Linked DNA regions of Sus scrofa: all the other regions are linked to region 2. The links are chromatin contacts, called in public Hi-C and HiChIP or PLAC-seq maps. All regions are on one chromosome and are shown on one strand. Each heading gives the region's core, a stretch centred on a gene start, on an enhancer-like site or on the middle of the called end of the contact. The rest is flanking DNA. Distances are from core to core; before and after follow the strand shown. Region 1 overlaps LOC110257431 (a long non-coding RNA gene). Region 2 holds the start of CEBPB (CCAAT/enhancer binding protein (C/EBP), beta). Region 3 overlaps LOC110257431 (a long non-coding RNA gene).

What was found. Hi-C and Micro-C count contacts between places; a contact is called where the count stands out from the background. HiChIP or PLAC-seq counts read pairs in DNA pulled down with a chosen protein or histone mark.
Region 1: a contact with region 2 is called in a Hi-C map of liver, with 3 times the contacts expected there. The contact joins the enhancer-like site here to the promoter of CEBPB in region 2. A contact is called at or near these places in 4 of 5 promoter capture datasets (fetal liver, fetal skeletal muscle, liver and 1 more), 7 of 47 Hi-C or Micro-C datasets (blood, embryonic fibroblasts, fetal liver and 3 more) and 2 of 2 datasets of contacts at active chromatin or transcription factors (alveolar macrophages and skeletal muscle).
Region 3: a contact with region 2 is called in an H3K27ac HiChIP or PLAC-seq map of skeletal muscle. The contact joins the enhancer-like site here to the promoter of CEBPB in region 2. A contact is called at or near these places in 5 of 5 promoter capture datasets (fetal liver, fetal skeletal muscle, liver and 1 more), 12 of 47 Hi-C or Micro-C datasets (blood, embryonic fibroblasts, liver and 4 more) and 2 of 2 datasets of contacts at active chromatin or transcription factors (alveolar macrophages and skeletal muscle).

What each region holds. Positions count from the first base shown.
Region 1 is chr17:51,892,733-51,897,233 of Sscrofa11.1, forward strand. The region is part of intron 1 of LOC110257431 (a long non-coding RNA gene); the gene reads left to right. Among named protein-coding and RNA genes, the nearest start is that of PTPN1, 120 kb to the right of the region's middle. Within about 2 kb of position 2,354, at least 8 of the 83 cell types and tissues checked have an H3K27ac peak or open chromatin away from gene starts, as enhancers often do. A contact at or near this core is called in liver, where this site is marked.
Region 2 is chr17:51,720,854-51,724,765 of Sscrofa11.1, forward strand. It overlaps CEBPB (CCAAT/enhancer binding protein (C/EBP), beta), which reads left to right and starts at 1,780. Exons shown (of 1, transcript NM_001199889.1): 1 at 1,780-2,820. The coding sequence starts at 1,780. The coding sequence ends at 2,820.
Region 3 is chr17:51,917,734-51,921,950 of Sscrofa11.1, forward strand. The region is part of intron 1 of LOC110257431 (a long non-coding RNA gene); the gene reads left to right. Among named protein-coding and RNA genes, the nearest start is that of PTPN1, 97 kb to the right of the region's middle. Within about 2 kb of position 2,883, at least 10 of the 83 cell types and tissues checked have an H3K27ac peak or open chromatin away from gene starts, as enhancers often do. A contact at or near this core is called in alveolar macrophages, liver, retroperitoneal adipose tissue and 1 more, where this site is marked.

The sequences.
Region 1 (4,501 bases), core at 1,104-3,603, 170 kb after region 2:
ACTGCCTTAAATGAAAGGAAAAATTACAACCTAGAAATAAACACTACTGCCATTTTGGTAAACATCCTTTGGGATACTCTCTTTAATACTTGTGCTTGTGTACACATGACTTAGTGTAAGTTAGATCATGCATGTGAAAAAAATTTTCTCTACAATATTTTGGGGCATCTCTCTATGCTGCCATTTCTAATTAGTATTTTAATACGGTTTAATACAATTTTAGGTATTTATACAACTTTTTAATACAATATTTTATTAAATTTACCACTGTTTTCTTAATAAATCCTCTATAGTTTGGCATTTCTGGGTTTTCCCCAATTTTTCACTATGATCAATAATGCTGCAGTGAACACCCTTGTCCATAGAGAATGCTTGCTTATTTGCGTTTCCTGGGTTACAGGCAGAGTGGGTCTTTCTTCATACATAGGCCTGCCTTTTGTATTTCTTCACTTGTGAATAGTCTATTTTATAATAAGGTGTTTACTTTTTCCTATTGTTTTGCAGAAACTCTTTGTATATTAAGGATATTAACCCTCTCTAAGAATTCCATAATTGACTTCAGAAGCCTTTTTTCTTTCCTTTCTTCTTTTTTTAAAGTTCTCTTGTGCTTTCGAAGGATGTGCCTAATGTTCTGACAAGCATTTCATGAATTACGTTAGGAAATAACTTTTGTAACAAACCCATTTAACAACCCTTCTTTGTTCCCGCCTCCTGATAATGCTCAGAGCCAGAGCAGCAGCCTTTGCCCAACTCCGTGTCATTAACCCTTGATCTTTTCCTGCTGAATAGCAGATTGCTTTCCGGAGCTGGGAACACAGTTTCATTTTCACCTTCCCCCTGATGGAACTGCCGCTGACTCTGTGCCAGATGGCTGTTTACATAAGAAATGATTTGATTATGTTGTACAACCAATGGCAGCCTTTCTCAGAATGAAGAAGCCAGAAACATATAATCAAAGCCATTAACTGTGTACAAAGAAATGCAGCCCACTCTAAATTTCCCACCAACCATAATAACAGTTTTCCAGGGAAGAATAAGAACATGGCTATGGTTTCCTACTAAAAATGTGTTAAGGGAAAGACTCTTAAATGGAGATTGTGGCTTTAGCCTAGCTGTACTCTGGAATCGCATCAGTCTTGACTCAAATCCCAACTCTATAACTTACTATCTTTGTGATCTTGGGAAAGTCACTTACCTGCCCTGAACCTGTTTCTTCACTTATAAAATGGCTGTAATAGTACCAACCTCAGAGGATTATTGAGAGGATTAAATAAAGCAATAACATGAAGTACTTTTTTCGAATATGTTCAGCCATAAGGAATAGAACATAACTGAAGATGGTAAAAAAGAGAAGGAGGATTCATAATTTCATCTACCAAGGTTGTTTAATTTGAAGGCAAGAAGATATAAGTAAAAACTCACATTCTTTCCATCTTCCTGCTCTGCCATTCTCAGCAGTTTATTGATGGCTTGCCTCATGGTTACAATACGGCTGCTGCAGCCCAGGCATCACACACAGATATAATATCATCAAGTAAAGAAGAGGAAAGGCATCTCCTCCCATACGTCCCCTTTTGTGAGAGAGACAGTTGTCCCAGAAGTCCACCCTGAAGACGTCCCATTGACCAAGATTGCATCACTTGCCCAATTCCAAACCAATCACTGACAAGAGAAATGAGAATGACCACAATTGGCTTAGACCCATAATAACTCACTCTGAGCCTGGAGAGGGGAATAGCCACTGTCCCTGAGCATCTGGGATGATGCACATCCAACAAAACTGGGCCCTGTTAGCTGAGGAGACATGATTGGGGAAATTGCCATGTCTACTGTAAGCATGATTCCTAGCACACAGTAAGTACCCCAAAGGCCAGTATTGGGTGAGCTTTGGCCTAGAATCCATGCCTAGGATGATCACAGCTACAACTGGCCAGGGAGCTCCTCTGGCCATTTGAACTCTTCACTACCAGTTACCTCCTTGTCCCTGTCCTTCTCTGGTGTTGCCCACCTTGCTCAGGTCAGAAGCTGGCTTGCCCTTGAGAGCCTCTGCTTCTCCTCACCACGTGTGCCTGGATGTTTCCACCTGTACCATCAGCTTCTGCTCGACCCTCCTTGTTCTCCCTGTTGCCATCTGGGCTCCTGCGCCCGTGCTTATTCTCTTGGCCTGGAACCATTCCCACTGCTCTTCCTCCATCGCCTTTCCCAGAGAAGCTCTTTTGACTCCCCCAAGTAACCCCCCACTTTATATCTTCTCACAGCCTTGCATACCTCCCTTCACTGGCCTTATCACACTTTGTGTTTATTTACATGGTTATTTGACTCATGTCTTACCCCACCAGGTTGCAAATTCCATAAGGCTAGGAACCAAATCTGTTTTGTTCACTGATAACCCTCAGTGCCTGGCACGCAGCACGGCCTCAGGTTTGGGTTTTTTTTTTTTTTTTTTTAAATGAATAAATCAATTTCCCGTGATGCAGCCAGAGAGATCTTTCTAGGAAGCAAATCTAATCACCTCACCCTCCTACTTCAAGCCTCCCATGGCTCCCTTTTACCTTCAGGGAAAAATTCAAAGAGCTTAACCTGGTTTTGCCAGGGCTTTCAAGGTAAATCTGCCATCCATCCAGCCCCATTTTTGCCTGTCCCTGTCACTCCCTATGATCCAGCCCCTCAGCTCCTTTAGGTATCTTGAAAGCCCCAAGTTCCCTCTTGCCTCTAGATTTTCCCATTTGCTATGCCTCTGCCTGGAAAATTTGTCTAGAAAAATCCTCCTCATAGTCAAGCCTCCTTCTAAAGTTGCCTCCTCTGGGAAGCCTTCCATACCTATCCCTGCCAGCCTGGGTTAAACACCTCTGAGGCTCCCCTAACATGTGTTTACCCCTTTGTATAAGTCCAGCTACATCTGAGCTGCTATAATAGAGATCCACAAAGGCTCAATGGGACAGAATTTTAATTCCAGCATGGAAGTGGAAGGTTCAAGTTTGGTGGGCTGGTTTAGTTCTCCAAGTTCAATCTAGAAGCTGATTCCTTCTATCTAGTTGCTCTACCATCTTCATTTCACAGCTTCTAGTGATTCCAAAATGGCTGCTTTAGCTCCTCCATCACATGTACATTCCAGTCAGCAGGAAGAGAGAAAGAGTTATTGCTTTGGGGGGTGTGACTCAAAAGTGGTTTCACATCACTTCTACTTACATCCCATTGGGCAGAACTTTGTCATATGACCACACCTAACTGCAAAGGAGGCTGGGAAGTATCATCTCTCTCTAAGCAGCATACACCCTGATAGCACCCCAAAATTCTCTCATTATGAGGAAAAAGATGATGGAAGTTGTTGGACACTGGTAGTCTCTGACACCCTCACCTCTGTGCTGAGCACGGTGTTGTCTGGTTACAGTGTCACTCATCTGTTAGTCTAGCCAGACTGCAAGGTCCTTTGAGGACAGGACCACATGTATGGTGGTCATGACTGTATCCCAAGCAACCAGCAGTGTGCCTGGCACACGGCAAATGAGAATGAATGGCAGAGGCTGAAGGCACAAGCTGGAGAAACTGAGGCAGGCCCTAATTCAGCGCCACACCTGTTTCCTGAGTGCCTATTTCGCATAAGATCCTGGGACTCACAGCCCCATTGAGGTGACCAGCGGGCAGAGAGGCTGCTCTGGTCCAGCAGTATCCCAACAACCACTGAGTCAGGGGCTATAAGACCACACCTGATGAGGGGGCTGAGGAGTCCCAGGAACTGGTTCGGGAACAGGGCAGAGTCCCCAGCCAGAAGGAGGAGGCCCCATGAGTACCCCCAGGTGGGGCAGGTCCTGAATCCTGATCCCACCTGGCTCTGGGCCTGCTGCACTTCCTGCCCCGCCCCAACTTTATCTGGCCTTAGGCCCAGCCCTGAGCTTGTCTTCCCTGCTCTCCTGAGAAAGGGCTGAGCCTGGGGCTTCCCTCCCCGTGAACAGCCCAGGAGTCTCACCGTGGGAAAGGCCTGCAGACTCAGTCCCAGATCCAAGGGCTGTCTTAGGAAGAGAGAGAGGAAACGCTCCCCTGACCCTCTACCCTAAGGGCTGGGATCTGGGGTCAAGAGAAGCAGGCTTAGCTGAACGAACCCTGGGTTCGAGTCCTAGCTTGATGCTTTCCAGCTGTGTGGCTTCACTTCAGCTTCCGTATCTGTGAAATGTGCAATCTCATCCCAGGTTGGCCTCTCAGGGTTAGTAGAAGACTCAGGCGACAAAATAGATGTGAAGGGCCCTTGAGGCTTGGGTCCCACTGAGAAAAGCTGGTTATTAGTGTTGTTAAGATCAGTGTTATTTGTAGGGTAGCCGTAAGCAGAGGCCCAGAGAGGTGGGCAAACTATACTCCAGTGTACCATCTGCAGGCCACAGTGCAGAGTGAGACCCCTGTGCTTGGTGAGTGGAGGAATAGATGCCTTTCTGAGCTAAAACCTGTCCACTGACTTCTCACTGCAAATTAAACAGAACTCCTATCCATGGTGGCCAAGGCCCTGACC
Region 2 (3,912 bases), core at 530-3,029:
CACTCAGAGATGTCATTTCTCCAGCTCTCTGGGGCGGAGGTCACTCCAGCTCAGCAGATAACGCTGAAGGTTGAGCAATGCCCGCCTGCCCGCCAGGGCCAGGGCTGGGGTCAGTGGGCTGGGGGTCAGACCAGGCAGGCTGGGAGCTCCTGCCTGGGCGGTCTGGACCAGGAGTGGCAGAGGGGTTGGCCCAAGGAGCTGCCCAAATGGCCTAGGAATGGTGCTGGAGCCCACTCAGCAGAGAGGGCCTCAGGCCTACCTTCAGATAGATCCAGGTGGGTCACCTTGTTTCCCCATCTCTGAACCAGGGGAGTAAGTGCATTGTCTCCACAGGGTGAAAATGCAAACTCTGGGGCCAGGTCCGCCCACATCACACAGTAGGTGCCTGGGAAAAACAGGGGAGTCCCTTCTCTCTGCATAGCCCCCACTGGGGCCTGGCAGAACTCCTTTCGCACAAGCCTCAGAAACAGGTGTTTTGGCCTTCTGGTGGCAAATAGGTCTGAGAGTGTAGGGACCAGGGCTTTTCTTTGAGAATAGTGGGGGACATGAGGCCATCTGACCTGGGGTGTGCTATGCCCCCTCTGGGCCTCTTTACACCCTGGGAGAGGCCCTTCTCTCTGCTGTGCATCTTAGAGCAGAAAGCCTTATGTTTGGGAGTCTGTGGTGGAGACAATAATACAACTAATAATAAGTTTTGAGACCTTCAAGGATTGAAGGTTAGCTAAGTGACCTGCGCAAGGTGACACAGTAATGTCAGAGCTTAGCACCTACACCCCCTTCTACACTTTGGGTGCCCAAGTGGGAGTGGGGTGGGGCTGGAGAATACCCGGGTGTGGTCTGAGGGGGCGGGCGGCTGTGCTGGGCAGGGCTAGGAGAGGGGCAAGGTCGGGCCCCTGGCAGATGCTCCAGTGGAGCTTGCTCCAGACTTGCACTCCCAAAGCCCCCAACCACAAGTCTTCGCATTTAGGAGAGAAGTCCCTATAGGCGTGAAATCCTCTCCTTCCAAAAGTTGGGGACGAGGGCAAGTTTAGGGGCGGGGCCGGGCCCTGGAAGGGCTTTGGAGATGGGCTACCTCTCCAATAGCCAGAGCAGGGGTTTGGGGTCTCCAGGATCCCGCCTGGGGCGCGTCCCCTCCTTAAGGAGTTGGGGCTGAGAGCCGCTGATCTTGAAGCCACGGCCTCCTCCAGCAGGGGGCGGGCCGCGGCCGCGTTTAGGGTGGGGGAAGGCGATGGCGTCGCCCCCTCCCCGGATTCCCCCCTCCCTTCTAGTACAGCCTCCAGCCCAGAGGGGGCGGTCCGGGGGCGGGTTCGCGCCTCTTCTCGCTTCCAATCCTGAGTCCGAAGGGTGGGGGTGGGCAGGGGGCGTGTGGCGGCCCCCGAAGCCGGAGGACCCCCCAAGGGCGCGCTCCAGATCTTCAGTCAGGTCACGGTGCCCCACCGCCGCCCTGCCGGGGGTCTCGGGCGGCCACAGCGTGTCCTCTGCGTGCCCGGGGAGGGGTTGGGGCGGCCGCCAGGCGTGACGCAGCCGTTGCCATGGCCCGCCTTATAAATAACCGGGCTCTGGAGAAACTTTAGCGAGTCAGAGCCGCGCACGGGACCGGGAAGGGGACCCACCCGAGGGTCCAGCTACCAGCCCCCGCACTAATAGCGGCCAATCCAGCGGAAAAAGCAACAGCAGCAGCAGCGACACAGCAGCGACAGTTCGGAGCCAGGAGGCCGCGCCACCTGCGGGCCGGCCGGAGCGGGCAGCCCCAGGCCCCCTCCCCGGGCACCCGCGTTCATGCAACGCCTGGTGGCCTGGGACCCAGCATGTCTCCCCCTGCCGCCGCCGCCTGCCTTTAAATCCATGGAAGTGGCCAACTTCTACTACGAGGCGGACTGCTTGGCTGCTGCGTACGGCGGCAAGGCGGCCCCCGCGGCGCCCCCCGCGGCCAGACCCGGGCCGCGCCCCCCCGCCGGCGAGCTGGGTAGCATCGGTGACCACGAGCGCGCCATCGACTTCAGCCCATACCTGGAGCCGCTGGGCGCGCCGCAGGCCCCGGCGCCGGCCACGGCCACCGACACCTTCGAGGCGGCTCCGCCCGCGCCCGCCCCCGCGCCCGCCTCCTCCGGGCAGCACCACGACTTCCTCTCCGATCTCTTCTCCGACGACTACGGGGGCAAGAACTGCAAGAAGGCGGCCGAATACGGCTACGTGAGCCTGGGGCGTCTGGGGGCCGCCAAGAACGCGCTGCACCCGGGCTGCTTCGCGCCCCTACACCCGCCGCCCCCGCCGCCGCCGCCGCAGCCGGCCGAGCTCAAGGCGGAGCCGGGCTTCGAGCCCGCGGACTGCAAGCGGAAGGAGGAGGCCGGAGCGCCGGGCGGCGGCGCCGCAGGCATGGCGGCTGGCTTCCCGTATGCGCTGCGCGCCTACCTCGGCTACCAGGCGGTGCCGAGCGGCAGCAGCGGGAGCCTGTCCACATCCTCGTCGTCCAGCCCGCCCGGCACGCCGAGCCCCGCCGACGCCAAGGCGCCCCCAGCCGCCTGCTACGCGGGGGCGGCGCCGGCGCCCTCGCAGGTCAAGAGTAAGACCAAGAAGACCGTGGATAAGCACAGCGACGAGTACAAGATCCGGCGTGAGCGCAACAACATCGCGGTGCGCAAGAGCCGCGACAAGGCCAAGATGCGCAACCTGGAGACGCAGCATAAGGTCCTGGAGCTCACGGCCGAGAACGAGCGGCTCCAGAAGAAGGTGGAGCAGCTGTCGCGCGAGCTCAGCACCCTGCGGAACTTGTTCAAGCAGCTGCCCGAGCCCCTGCTCGCCTCCTCCGGCCACTGCTAGCGCGGCCCCCGCGCGCGTCCCCCTGCCGGCCCGCCGGCCTCCGCGCTGCCGGGCGCGCCGCGGCCACAGTGACTCCGGGAAGCGCCCGCGCTCCCGCCCCCGCCCCCAGTGGCGCCGGCAAAACTTTGGCACTGGGGCACTTGGCAGCGCGGGGAGCTCGTCGGTAATTTTAATATTTTATTATATATATCTATATTTTTGTCCAAACCAACCGCACATGCAGATGAGGCGCCCGCCCGTGGTGTTATTTAAAGAAGAAATGTCTATGTGTACAGATGAATGATAAACTCTGCCTCTCCTCCTGCCCCCTCTCCAGGCGCCGGCGGGCGGGCCGGTTTCGAAGTTGATGCAATCGGTTTAAACATGGCTGAACGCGTGTGTACACGGGACTGACGCAACCCACGTGTAACTGTCAGCCGGGCCCTGAGTAATCGCTTAAAGATGTTCCTACGGGGTTGTTTCTGTTGCTGTTGTTTTTGTTTTTGTTGTTGTTTTTTTGGTCTTTTTTTGTATTATAAAAAATAATCTATTTCTATGAGAAAAGAGGCATCTGTATATTTGGGAATCTTTTCCGTTCGAGCATTAAGAACACTTTTAATAAACTTTTTTTTTTTTGAGAATGGTTAAAAAGCCTTTTGGGGGCAGTAGTTGATTTTTGATTTTTTTCCTTTTATTTTGGATTTATGATTTTATATTTGCTTTTCTGGTATGCAGGGGGGAGGTTGTTGTGTGTATGAGTTGCTCTTATTTTTGGCTTTTTAGGTGGTTGGGTGGGGGTGTTGCAGCTGCTTTTTCTCCTCTGATTCTCCCCCCAGGGCCTGTGCTTGGAGATGGGGGTACCAGGCCTGGGGTGGGGGAGGGGCAGAGGAGTGCTAGGTCAGGCTTTCAGGATGACTCAGTGCCCCTGGGTGCTGGGAGGAGTGTTTGGGAACCCTGCTTGGTGAGGGGGTCCAGGGTTTCTGGCTGGCCCTGAGTGCTAGGCTTGGGTTTCGAGGGGCCTGGAGAGCTGTGACCTCTGCACAGTACTTGGGGACCCAGCCAGCAGGACAGTGATTCTGAAAGAGGAGGGGTACAGGTCTTGGTCCTACCGAG
Region 3 (4,217 bases), core at 1,633-4,132, 200 kb after region 2:
CTCTGGCCATCTGGGCTCACCTCTCCTCTGGCCAGCTGGAGTCGTGTTCTGAGCCCCAGGTCCAGGTCTGGCACACCTCACTCACCTCTGAGCCAGCCCTCCCTCCCTGGGGCCTCCTCACATAAAGACCCCAGACTTGCCATGAGAGACCCAGGCCCCCTGCGCTCCCCGCCATTATGCCGGGCCTCCTCTCATCCTTGGACCTGCAGCCTGGGGTGCTTCCAGCAAAAGCCAAAGAGGTTGGGGCAGACCTGGATTCCAGGTTAATAGTGGCTCCCCCAAAGACGTCCACGTCCCAATTCCCAGAACCCGTAATTATGGCACCTTACATGACGAAAGGGACTTTGTAGATGATAAAGTTCAGAATGTCGAGATGGGAAGATTAACTTAGATTATCCAGTAGGCTTAATATAACCGCGAGGGTCTTTATAAGAGGGAGACGGGAGGGTTGGAGTCAGAGGAGATGTGATGACGGAAGCAGAGATTGGGGTGATGTAAGCCCAGGAATGGGGAGACATCTAGAAGCTGGAAAAGGCAAGGAATGGAGCCTGGAATGGAGCCCCGTGTTCAATTTTAGCCTTGGGAGACCTATTTTGGACTTCTGACCTTCAGAACCATAAGACAATAAATTTATGTTGTGTTAAGCCACTAAATGTCACGTAATTTGTTACAGTAGCAACGGGAAACTTAGAACCAGGTTTGAGTCCTAGTATGGCTACTTAATTGGCTGTGTGCCCTTGGGCAGGTGACTTACTATTGCTGAGTTGGGGTTTCCCTGTCTGGAAAGGGGTAACAAGGGAGCTCCCTCTGGCATGTTTGTGAGAGTTAAGTCAACATCACAGGTGAGGTGCCGAGCACAGCCGACAGCTCCCGATGCCAGATCTTCTAGCATCAACCCCACATCTCCGTGTCATCCAGACCAGCTCAGAGCAGGTTTAAAAATCTGTCCACTGCTACCAAGCCCTCAAGGATAAAGTCCAAACTTCTCCCTTATAGCCTGGAATAACCCATCTTACCTAATAATAATAATGTTGCTAGTACTTATAAAGCATTTGCCATGTGCCAGGCAGGATTCTAAGTGCTAACTGTATATTAAAGTCATTTAACACTCCAATAACCCTATTGTTTTCCTCAGTCTTCAGGTGGGGAAACTGAGGCCAAGGGGATAAAATCACATGGCCAGGGTTCCTTAAGAGGTGGAAGCTCAGCCAGTGTTTGAACCTACACTGTTGGGCCCTGGGCAGGGCTGTCTCCGTATATGAACAGACCAGGGAGTAGCAGGAAGGCCCAGAGCATGGCTCATGACTCAGTAATCACAGTGTCCCCTCCACCCACCACCTGTCCCCGGTGCAATCCTGGACTCAAGGCTCTGGGGGTCTCAGCTCCTGACTCACAGCTGTACCCAAGAGTGTGTTTGTTCCCCAGTTTCCAGCAGTGCCCGCTATGGGCTGGAGACTGTGTACCAGAGAAAATGCAGACCCTCCACTGCCCCTAAGAGCCTGAGAACAGGTGGATATACAACTGTCACAGCTTAGCAAGAGGCATCAGGAGCTGGGAGGTGGGGAGGCTGCCCCAAGGAGGGGCCCGAGGAAGTGTGACACTGGCCCAGAGAGAAGACTGGGCAGAGTGTTCCAAAGGAGGGAATGCTCCGGAGGACCCCGCAGAGAGGAGCCCGTGGGCTCAGGGATGGTTTGGGGTCTCATTTGGCTGGAGTGCGGTGGGAGGGCTTGACCGCTCACTGTCCTGCAGCCTTGGGCAGCCCACATCTGGGCCTCGGTGTCCTCCTCTGTAAAGTGGGAGCAATAGTAGTAGCTGCACACAAAGATCAGGGCCTGCATGGGGCTGGCTGCATGGGCGTGAATCAGTGCTGCTGCTGAGATTATTAGGAGCTGCCCAACCTGTCCACTTCTTCCCCCTGCAGTCAGCTCTTCAGATGGAGGAGGCCCTGGCACCCTCACATGCACGTTCACAGCGATGACCCGGGAGGTCAGATGTCATGCCTAGAGGCGGGTACTCCCAGCACCCTCGTCTCAGAACTCCAGAACCAGGGCCCACTGTCCCCATGTTCCCCAGCTTCCAGGAGCCACAGGCCCTGGCTTTGCCCCTCCAGATCCCTCCAGTTCTTCTGTGTGTAGCATTTGTCTTTCTCTCCTTTGACTCACTTTAACTTTCTCCACATCTTGGCCAATCCTGTTTGTGAGTCACATTTGATCTTTGAGTTTCTCTTTTTTCAAAGGCACATTAAGACAGTGAGAAGCGCTAAGCATTTTTGAGCACTTGCTATGTGCCTGGCGTTTCCATTCATTCATTCATTCCCTCATCCCATTTATTCAACAAATAGCCATGAGCACCTCCATGGGCCTTGATGTTCATCATTAAACCACCAAGCTTCCTGCCTAGTGAAGCTCATGTTGCAGGGATGAGGGAGAGGAACAGATAAATAAAACTTCCAAGTCTACAACCTGTTTTGTGTAAATACAAACTCACTAAAGCACAACAACAACCCTATGAAATAAATGTTTAGCCCCATATTCCAGTTGAGAAAACAAAGGCTCAGAGAAGGAAAGTCACTTGCCAAAAGTCACACAGCTAGGAAATGGCTAAAGTCAAGGTCAGAATTTGAACTCACACCAGTCAGACTCCAGCACTCCAGCTTTGAACCTCCGCAGGAGACTGTCCACTAAGATAAAAGCCATTGGCCCAATTTCATCAGCAGTGCATTTGGGAAGCATCACAGCATCCCAGGTTGGGGGTATTAGTGTCCGGGGGCTCAGCTCATTCCCATAAGGCAGGATGAGCACTGCCCTCCCTTCTAGTAGCCTCTAAAGGGGAAGGCCAATACACGGTCATTCTCTGGCCAGAGCCGGTGGGAACAGGACGTCCTGGTCCTCTCGCCCTGGCCAGGCCCAGTGAGCTATTTTGGGGCACGTTTATTGATGGGACACGGGTGCCCAGCTGGACTCCTGATTCAAGAGGAAGGCCGCAGAAGGGCTGAGGGTGGCTCTGCTCCTCTCCGCCCTGCACTGCAGCGGGGCAGCCATCACCCGTGGCCTGTCCACACCCCAGGCCCAGGGTGTATCCTGAGCTGGCTGGCTCCAGGAAAGGCAGGCGTCCCTCCTGGAGTGCAGAGATACTGGCGGTCATGTGGGTGACTGTTTCCTCAAACCCTGGAGCCTGATTCGATTCACAGGAGGCAGAACCCAGAAACAATACAAGAATGAGGTCAGACGCAGGTTCAAAGCCCATCTGTGTTCCTGTATGACAACTTTACCTTTGGAAAACCAAGTCAGCTCTCAGAGGCTCAGTTTCTCTGTGTTTAAAATGGAGTCAATAATAACCGTCCCTCACAGGGAGAAATGAGGCTTAAAGTAGAGAGGATGTATACCGCCCAGCCTGGCATACAGGAGTGCTCAGTAATTTATAGTAACTTTGCAAATAATGATTGACAGCTGACACTGACCGAGAGTTTGGGCACGAGCTAGGCTCTGGGCTCAATGATTGATCTGTTTTATCTCTTTTCATCCCCCAACAATTCCAGGAGGCTGGGGAGAGACACTGTTACAGGTGCCACTGTTATCCCTTTGAACAGATAAGGAAATTGAGGCTCAGGAAGATAAGACTTGCTCAAGATCACACTGCAAATATGAAGCAGAAAAACTTGTCTTTGAACTCAGATCTGAAGGACAGGGGACAGGGCAGGCCCTGAACCCCAGGGTCACACCCCACGTCCCCCACGTCTGTACTTACGAGATTGGCTACAAAGGTCCTGTAAACACCTGAGTTCCCGCTGTGCTGTGTTCACCTCAGTCATCCCTCAGTCTCGGGAAGGGACCTCCTGGCCCCTCCCCCTGATGAGAATCCATAAACCAAAGGTTCTAGAACATTCCTTTGGGAATTCCTTTGGTGGCTCAGGGGCTTAAAGATCTGGCATCGTTGCTGCTGTGGCTCGGGTCACTGCGGTGGCACAATTTCGATCTTTGGCCCAGGGAATGTCCACAGGCTGTAGACTCGGCCAAAAAGAAAAGAAAAAAGAAAAAAAAATCCCAGAATATTCCCTTGACCTTTCCCCCTCTTCTTAAGGTTATTTTGTTCTTTTGCAAAAGTTCTGCAAGAAACTAGCTGGGCTGGCAGATGTTCTGGGCTGACTTGGAGGGACATTTTGCTGGAGGCAGGGTGCTGGGGGCCTGGTGGGAAGGGGAGGGCAGGAGGCTGCTCCA